2 separate regions of the Sus scrofa genome follow, and region 1 is linked to region 2. The links are chromatin contacts, called in public Hi-C maps. All regions are on one chromosome and are shown on one strand. Each heading gives the region's core, a stretch centred on a gene start, on an enhancer-like site or on the middle of the called end of the contact. The rest is flanking DNA. Distances are from core to core; before and after follow the strand shown. Region 1 overlaps CACNA2D1 (calcium voltage-gated channel auxiliary subunit alpha2delta 1). Region 2 has its middle 31 kb from the start of CACNA2D1.

Evidence for each region. Hi-C and Micro-C count contacts between places; a contact is called where the count stands out from the background.
Region 1: a Hi-C map of skeletal muscle shows a contact between it and region 2, with 2.9 times the contacts expected there. The contact joins two enhancer-like sites. A contact is called at or near these places in 5 of 47 Hi-C or Micro-C datasets (embryonic fibroblasts, fetal heart ventricle, mesenteric adipose tissue and 1 more) and 1 of 2 datasets of contacts at active chromatin or transcription factors (skeletal muscle).

What each region holds. Positions count from the first base shown.
Region 1 is chr9:97,952,688-97,957,495 of Sscrofa11.1, reverse strand. The region is part of intron 3 of CACNA2D1 (calcium voltage-gated channel auxiliary subunit alpha2delta 1); the gene reads right to left. Among named protein-coding and RNA genes, the nearest start is that of CACNA2D1, 170 kb to the right of the region's middle. Within about 2 kb of position 1,460, at least 2 of the 83 cell types and tissues checked have an H3K27ac peak or open chromatin away from gene starts, as enhancers often do. A contact at or near this core is called in skeletal muscle, where this site is marked.
Region 2 is chr9:97,747,929-97,752,412 of Sscrofa11.1, reverse strand. No RefSeq gene overlaps it. Among named protein-coding and RNA genes, the nearest start is that of CACNA2D1, 31 kb to the left of the region's middle. Within about 2 kb of position 1,467, at least 3 of the 83 cell types and tissues checked have an H3K27ac peak or open chromatin away from gene starts, as enhancers often do. A contact at or near this core is called in skeletal muscle, where this site is marked.

The sequences.
Region 1 (4,808 bases), core at 211-2,710, 210 kb before region 2:
TGTTGTTGTTGTTGTTGTTGTTGTTTGTTTTTTGTGTGTTTCTTTTTGTCTTTTTGCTATTTCTTGGGCCGCTCCCGTGGCATATGGAGGTTCCCAGGCTAGGGGTCTAATCGGAGCTGTAGCCACCGGCCTACGCCAGAGCCACAGCAACGCAGGATCCGAGCCACGTCTGCAACCTACACCACAGCTCACGGCAATGCCGGATCGTTAACCCACTGAGCAAGGGCAGGGATCGAACCCGCAACCTCATGGTTCCTAGTCGGATTCGTTAACCACTGTGCCACAACGGGAACTCCTATTTCTGTTTTGTTATGTTTGTTCATTTCTTTTGTTTTTGAGATTCCACATGTAAGTAAAATCACACAGTATTTACCTCTCTATCTGACTTATTCCATTCAGCCTAATCCCCTCTAGGTCTATTCTTGTCATTGCCAATGGCAAGATTTCATTATTTTTTTATGGCTGAGAAGTATTCCATTGGGTATATACATACTACATCTTTTTCCATTTTCCTATTGATGGGCCCTTCGGTCGCTTTCATATCTTTTCTACTGTAAATAACACTGCAGTGAACATAAGGGCGCATCCATCTTTTCTAATTATTGTTTTTGTTTTCTTCAGGTAAATTCCTAGGAATAGAATTACTCTATCATATAATAGTTCTATTTTTAATGTTTTGAGGAATCTCCATACTGTTTCCCACAGTGGCTGCACCAATTTACTTTCCCATGCTCCCTTTTCTCCACGTCACTTGTTATTTCTTGGCTTTTTAATAACAATCATTCTGACAGGTTTGAGGTGATAGCTCACTGTGGTTTTGATTTTCATTTCCCTAATGATTAGTGGCATGGAGTAAGCAGATTAGTTCTTAACAGAAAACTTTAAAGACCAAAGTCAGTAGACTTGAAAATGCCTAAGTGTCGTAAGGCTTTGCCATCTATTCTGTCTGTAGCTATTCTACGGTGAACACAAAGTACCTCCAAGGACCCAAAGCTCACAGACCCAGAACACTTTGACATATATTTCACTCTTTCTATAGCTTGACTTTTATAATCTGCTGTAGAAATATGATGTATAATTTTTAGACGTCCATTAGATATAGGCAATGAAGATCTATATAAAGTTTATTTAAGTGGAGGGAAAAAAAAAAAAAAAAAAGGCAAATTGAAGAAAGGTCTTCGGTAAGTCCAACATAGCTAAAGATCATCGTTAACAACCTCAGGGAAGGAGGCTATGAATCATTTTTACACTTGTCTGCCAGAAGTTGCCTATGAGAAGGACTGTGTCATAGTCTCTTTATAGCCTCAGGGTCCAGGAAATTAAAGGTACTTGAAGAATGAAGTTGAATAAATACCCTGCCAATTGTCAACAAGGGGCCAGAGGCCATGGGCCCATGGGTCCTTAACAGGGAAAGTTTTTGTTAATGAGAAGTTGTCTAGCCTCTGGCCTTAGCCCTTTCCAGTCTGCACTCCTGGAGTAAATATTTTTAAAAACCAACAGGATCCATTTAAAGTCCCTCTACAGTTGTGTGCCATTTGAAAAAAAAAAAAAAAAAAAAAAATTTTTAACATGATATTTTGCGTTACTACCAAAAAAAAAAAAAAAAAAAAAAAGAAGAAGAAAAAAACAATTTCTTCATACTACAGAGTTTCTCTACTCCCACCAAGTTACGTTCTTTTTGTTGGCAAACATGTTTTTCATTCATTATTCCATAGGTCAGGTAGTAGCAGTACCTCCTTATTTCTAGCCCAGCACAGGCAACCACTCCTTCCTCTGTGCTATCCAGGACCATGAATATAATTTTAAGAGCCGTGGTCTATACAAACCACATGCCTATACCTCCACTTGCCAGAATAGTCTCCATGTTCTTTTAGAGGAACAATCTAGGCTTTAGACAGATTTGTATCTTCAGGGCTATCACTCTGCCTGCCACTCTAGAGACATTCATTAAATGTTTGCTGACCAGAAATCTGTCTTTGCTCAACACCACACATGCAGTTGACTCTGATGGATCCGTCTCAGCAGATAGGCTAGATGTTGAGGACAATCATGGCAACTGAATTATTCTCAAAAGTCATTACAATACCCAACACAAAACTTATGTGCAACAAACTTTTTACTGAATGAAGCAAAAAAAAATATCATCACGTAGGTGAATGATGTATTAGGATAGACATTTTAAGGTAAGTAAAATATTACTAAATAATATATTCTTAGGAGGCTCCTTTTAATAATGGTAGGAACCAATACATTCGACTGATGAAAAGAGAACAGCAACCCAACAGAAGTGCTCGTAAGCTATGCTTATTTCTACAACAGTGTTAGTTAAATCCATCTCTTTTCTCCCTTCTCTAATTTCTTTGAGATCAAAAGAATTTAGAAATACTATTATATCAAGAAAGTAAAATACATTTAAGAGTAGACTGCTAGTAGAAACTAGATCTTATTGCCTCCAAGTACCAATAGGTTAGTCAAATGAAGCTATATGGGGGAAAATATGATAAATTAAGAGTATGTTCTAAAAAAAAGATCAAGTGTATATGAATACAAAATAAGGGAAGTAAAATTTTAGCTCCACTGAGTCATGATTCAATAGACTAATACATTTCAAGTATTTATAGGCCCATCTCCTTAAAACAAAACAAAACAAAACAAAATAAACACAAAAGGCACTGCTATAGTGATGCCTCCTTTGTTTCCTTCACTTTTCTCTTCATTAGTAATTAAAGCAGCAGAAGCTAAAAATAATTAGTTATCTAGTATATACCTTTCAGTCAATGTATTTTGTTCAGGGAACATTTATGTAGCTACAAAGTATTTCACTGAAAATAATAATACTTGTAATATCCATCAAAAACAATATTGTTAAAGTTAGTGCCAGAGTTTTCCATAGGGAAAAATAAGTCTAAATCATTTGCCTCTTTTTTTTTTTTTTTTTTTTTTTTTTTTGGTCTTTTGTCCTTTTTAGGGATTCACCCGCGGCATATGAAGGTTCCCAGGCTAGGGGTCTAATCAGAGCTGTTTTTTCCGGCCTACGCCACAGCCACAGCAACACCAGATCCTTAACCCACTGAGCAAGGCCAGGGATCGAACCCGCAACCTCATGGTTCCTAGTCAGATTCATTTCCGCTGCACCACGACAGGAACTCCATTTGCCTCTTTTTAAATTATACTAGAAATGAACCAAATTTTCCTGCCACGTAAATTAGTTTGTCAAAAGCAGGAAGGTCCAATGCAATTATTTAGCCTATCCACAAGGTCTACTTTAACTTGTCTATGTGCTTATGATGTATACACACACACACACACTACCATGGACCAGTTTCCAATTTTTTAACATATTTACAAGATCTCAGCCACACTGCTTGTGTTCTTTTTATGGTTTCTGGCTAAAAGATAAAGATATTAATGTAAATAAGCAGTAACTAATGTGGGTGTTGCCTCCTTAGCTAAGAACTGTTATGTCAAAAAATGAAGATCTGACTGAGCAACAGACACAAACTACAATTTCAGACTCTCTGTGGAGCATATGGACTAAGAAAAGGATCCCCAGCTTTGGAGTCATATAGATTCAGGCTTAAATCCCATCCCTGGCACTCACCCACCAATTGTATCATTTGGGCAAATTAATTAATGTCTGTGAGCCCTTGCTACCTTCTCTATAAAACTGGAATAACATCACTGACTTCGTATGATTACTGTGGTTATTAAATCAAACGGAATCTCTAAAACATCAGGTTCTCAATATATGTTACATCCCTTCTTCTCCATCTCCTAATTTACTGTAAACTTCAAGATGATTCAAATTTCATTTCTGATCTAATAGTTCATTTAATATTTTGGGTCTAAATCTATATCTGAGTTTAGAAAAATATTAGCATTTTATGAGAACTCAAAATAGACAATGAGCTTTAAAATCTCAAAGTTTAGCATCAATGCTGACCTGGCACTATCAATGCATCCAAGAATTCTCACAAAACATTTAATTTTCTTTTTCTGTTGCTTTACATATAAATTCATTCATTCATTCACTAATCTACTAATTTGTTCTATGAAATACTTAAAGTACTCTTCCTTAAAATTACCTAGGAGTTCCCACTGCAGCTCAGGTTACAAACCTGCATCCATGAGGATGTGGGTACGATCCCTGGCCCTGCTCAGTGGGTTAAGAATCCAGCATTGCAGTGACCAATGGGGTAGGCAACAGAGAGGGTTCAGATCTGCTGTTGCTGTGACTGTGGTGTAGGCCAGCAGCTGTAGCTCCTATTCAACCCTCCACCTGAGAACTTCAATATGCCACAGGTGCAGCCCTAAAAAGAAAAAAATAATTTTTTTTTCCCTAAAAAGCACCTCTAAGCTTCTCTTAAAGGTGTTTTAAAGTATAGTTATAATTTAAAGATTGGAACTGAATTGAGCGTACACAAACCTAAGGATCTAAATCAGTCCTTAAAACACCTTTCATGTGGTGGCAGGCTCTCAGCACTCAAATTCTATCAGCTGAATAATAGGACTGATGTAATTCAAATGTATACTGAAAATAATTTTTCAGATATTTTAGTAGTTATTTACCTAATAATGAATCAAATACTTTATGAGTAGTTTAGAGTAATAGATTTTTACCTATTAAAGATAAAACTATGTTTCTATATTTCAACGTTTGACCTAAAGATTTTTTCTATATTTTGCTCTTAACACTATGAAGTAACATCTGAGAGAACAATGCTAATTGCGATGATATTTTGCATTAATTCAGGGACTTCCGGAGCTTCAGGGAATGCTTCTCAGACTTGCTTAAGGTCAGACAGCTG
Region 2 (4,484 bases), core at 218-2,717:
GGTTTTATTTCTATTGATAATTGGAAGTTATTGAGAGGTTTTTAAGCCTGGGAAAGTTGTAAGCCATTTTAAAATAGTCATTCTGGTTGCTATACATGAATGGATTATACTGAGGCAAGAGTAAAAGCATTTAAAAAGCTAATGTAATAGAACAAGTAAAAAATGATAATAGCTGGTATGATAACCTGTATTAAAGATGGTGAGAAGGAATGAGATGTCAGGTTTACTTTAGGAAAATGATGACATCACCTCCTAATGGACTGTTTACCAAGGACATGGAAAAGAGAGAAACCAAAATGACTTCCAAGTTTGAGGCCTGAGCAAATGAGTTGATATTTCTGGGGAATTCTTAGGGAGAAACTGGTCTTGTTGAGCTGGGCATAACTCTTTTGGATGTGTTGAGTTTGACATGCTGACTACATCCCAGTAGAAATTATAAATAGAGCATTGATATGTGAGCCTAGAGATCTGGACAGGGTTCTCAAAAGGAGATTTTAATTTGGAGACTGATGAGATCACCTAGAAAAAAGTTAGATAGAGAAGAGGGCTAACAACTTCATCCAAGGGCACACTAAATGTACAGTTTTGTTAGAAGAATAAAGTTTAGCAAAGTCACTTAGGGAGGAGCTACCAATAAGGTAAGAGAAAAATCAAGATGTGGCATCTTGGAAACCATAGAAAGAGGTGCTTCAGGACTGAGAGGTAGTCAACTTGGTCAGTGCTGTAGAATGTGCAGTCAAAGACTTTGTACTGACTCATGGTTGCCAGTTGTTGATTGTTCTTGACTTTGATAATAGCCTTTAACATAGTCAACTTTAGATCAAGAGTTGAGTTAAAATGATGTTCTGGAATAGCATTGAGAACTTTGTCTAGATACTCATGTTGCAACAGAAGAAAGGCTGGGGGAAAAATGTAATTGTAATGTATACATGTAAGGATAACCTGACCCCCTTGCTGTACAGTGGGAAAATATAAAAAAAAAATGATATTCTGATTTGTCTTATTTTCTATCTCACCATTGTCCCCAAGCCAATTATGATTGCCCTCTAAATGTAAACAGTTTTAGTGTAACAGAATAAAGATTTTTGATGTACATGGCCTAATGATTAGCCACTCTGATACAGCTTGATTTAATATATTGTTGGGAGTCATTTCCCACAGATCTCTTGGATTTCTGTCCATCCTGCCAGAAGTCAAATTGACAGTTGGTGACTGTCTTCCCAGGGATGTTTTGTGTGTAGAGGGAATAATCTTTAAAATTGAAGATAGTTTATCCCTTGGGAACAGAAAGCTGGTTCACTGGTATATGTAAATATATATAATGTCTCCTATTGAGGCAAAGGTCAGTCAGAGTTTCTGTGGTTTATTTTTTTGTCTTTTTAGGGCCACACTCATGACATATGGAAGTTACTGTTCTAGGGGTTGAATCAGAGTTGCAGCTGCTGGCCTGCACCATAGCCACAGGAATGTGGGACTCGAGCCACATCTGCAACTTATACCACAGCTCACAGCAAGGCCAGATACTTAACCCACTGAGCAATGCCAGGGATCAAACCTGCATCCTCATGGATACTAGTCGGGATTGTTACCCAGGGACATCTTAATGTCGATTTTAAAGGACCTGTTCCTTAAACTCAGAACATCTCTCCAATAATGTAACCCACTGTGTGTACATGTAACATCTGCCCCTCTTCAAGTCTCCCTGTCAGAATTGGGGCCCAGGTTTCAATGCTAATACTCTCATATCCATTCATACAAGGAATAAAGTCCTCTGTCTTTGAACTAGAAGTTTCATGTCTCTTGTTAGCAACCATGAAACTGTAGCAGGCCAACTTGTTCTTGCAAGTATGATAGTATTTCCAAACCTACTTCAGATGTATAGGTACTCTGGTGATCTAAGCAGATCTTAGAAACAATGATTTCTTTCTAGCTTTTAATATTTAGCCTCCAATAATTCTCTCATTACATAGAGTTTTTGCTCTATGACAACTTACAAAAACTGTACATTCAAGCCTTGATGAAAAGGCTATTTCCACTAGAAAAAGAGCTGTTAGTTGCAAACATTTGGTAAAATGAGGTATCTTGAACAGATGTGGGGTGTATAATATAATAGGATTTCTAAAACTTTCCATAGAGTCTACCAACTTTGGGAGTTTATATTCTACTTTTTTCCTTGAAATAGAAATGAAACTATGTTTTGAAATTGACACAGTTTCTGTGAAGAAGGAAAAAAAATTCTGCCATTCTGTTGTAACAAATATCCCTTCAATAATATATGGTGATTTATTTTATCCTTCCTCACATACTGAGGATAATAAATTACAGAACTAGAAGAACCTCAGAGAGCATAATTTCTAACTCTTACTTTTGGATATGAAGAAACAAAAACACAAGACATGCTAAAGAACTTCCTTTTGTTAGTTATAACAAAGGAATGAACTTAGACTTCTGATTGTCAGGTAATTTGCCCTTCCATAGTGCTTTATATACTTGTTCTCTGTTCCACCGTTAATTCCTTAGTGCCAAGAAGGAGCAATGTTTTGCAAAACAATGTATTCTGAAGAGGGAAATAATGCAGCAGGGAAGTGAGGGGGGAAAAAAAAAGGATGAGTTTATAGCTGAGGCTCCCCAGTCTCCTATGGTTTGCTATTGCCAGCAAGTTCTACTTAAAAAACAACCAACCAACCCAATCTGGAATTTCATAATTCTGCTTAAAAAAACACTATTGGCTAAGAGTTCACAGATCTTACAAGCACATCATCAACACATAAGAGACACTGGGCATTGTTACCAGCATGGCAACATCTATCTATTCCTTTAATTAGTTCCCTGGACTGTTTGGTTAAGAAAGCATATAAAATTTATGATTATTTAGGATAAAAACTTAGGTGCTTGATAAACAAAATTTTTTCCAACATGTTTTAAGGCATATATATATATAGACACAGAGTAAGAATGCTTTACTAACTAGAGATACCACAAGACTTTAACAGACTGAATCAATTTACATTGAGTCTAGTGTCTATATGTAATTGTTTTTGCAGGGAAATTACTAATTTAAAATTCATATTTTTCTCTTAAGTGCAATAACAATCTTTTTTTAATTTAGTGTCCCAAAGTTGATTATAATTCCTCTTTGAATCTACTAAAAATCACGCCAAGAAGCTTCCACATCATTTTTTCCTTTTATGTGTAATCTTGTTTACATCTCTGTTTGTGGAGCAGCTTGGCTTTAAGCATGATTGATTTCTTTCTCTAACCAACCTTGAGAATTTCATTTTAAATCACCTCCAATGGGCTGCGAATTTTACTCTTACCTCCGAGCTGGAAAGCAACACCATCTAATCAGTAACAGAAATATTATCTAGCAAGTTCTCGGTATTTGGCTGGTAACTAGGAAGTTTATCCACTGCCAGCTAAACAGTGAGAACTATTTTTATACACATCAGTCATTTCTATGTTTAAATGAGAAGCAACTGCACAGAGAGTCCAAGCACAGCATTTAACAGCTGTTATGACAGAGACATTTTTTCTTTAAATTAGTATCAGCATTATATCCTATTGCTAGTTAAGATCATCTCCGGTGTTCCTAGGTTCATAAGACTTTTAAATGTACCTGAATGTGTATAGTTAGGAAACCATTAGTAAACAAAGTTTTTTTTTTTATTTAAACCAACATATACTTGAATTTAGCCTGATTTGTTTAATCAGCCAATCTTCTAAAAAATAGGCAGAATAAATTGTCACATTAAACCTAAGAGAGACTAAATATATCAACATGCTTATTCCTTAACTTGCCAATACCCGCTTATTATTAATAAGCGAGATTCAGTTTCACGGCACAGCTAAACTTAGATGAGGTTTCATTACTCATGAAGAGACATACCAAAATGGATTTCTCATGAAGCATTAACCAATTAAAGTTAGTCTCTGTAAGATCATCATAAATTATCCTTACATCCTAAAAGCTATGACAAATAGTGCAGCGTTCTATCTTGTGTTACTGTACATTTAATTCAAAGGCTCGCTCATCCTGACTTGTTGGTCTTGTCAATTTTGCTTTCCTGACTGTATTTTGGTGCCTCATTCCAAGATAATCTTGCCAGCCTATCATTTCTTCATAACCAAATATAAGGGAAAAATGCCTTAATACTGTTCTTCTGGCTTTCTCTAGGGCAATCTTGAGCCATTGCTTCTATTTCTATACTCTAACTCCCTTCTTAGCTGCTGTGATTTCATTCATGTTGGTTTTATGCCATTATAGTACCAATAAACAAAACCTTCCACAGCATTACCACTAAGTGATTGTATGTGTGTGTCTTCATATTTGCATTTTAATCTTTTTGACATTACGAACGATTGCTGTATTGAAGTCAGTAAGGATTAATCTCTACATATTGTTAAATTATGGTTAATCAAATTTCTAAAGTACTGATAAATGGATAAATATATAGCACTTACTCAGAACATTGTTTTTCACTTAT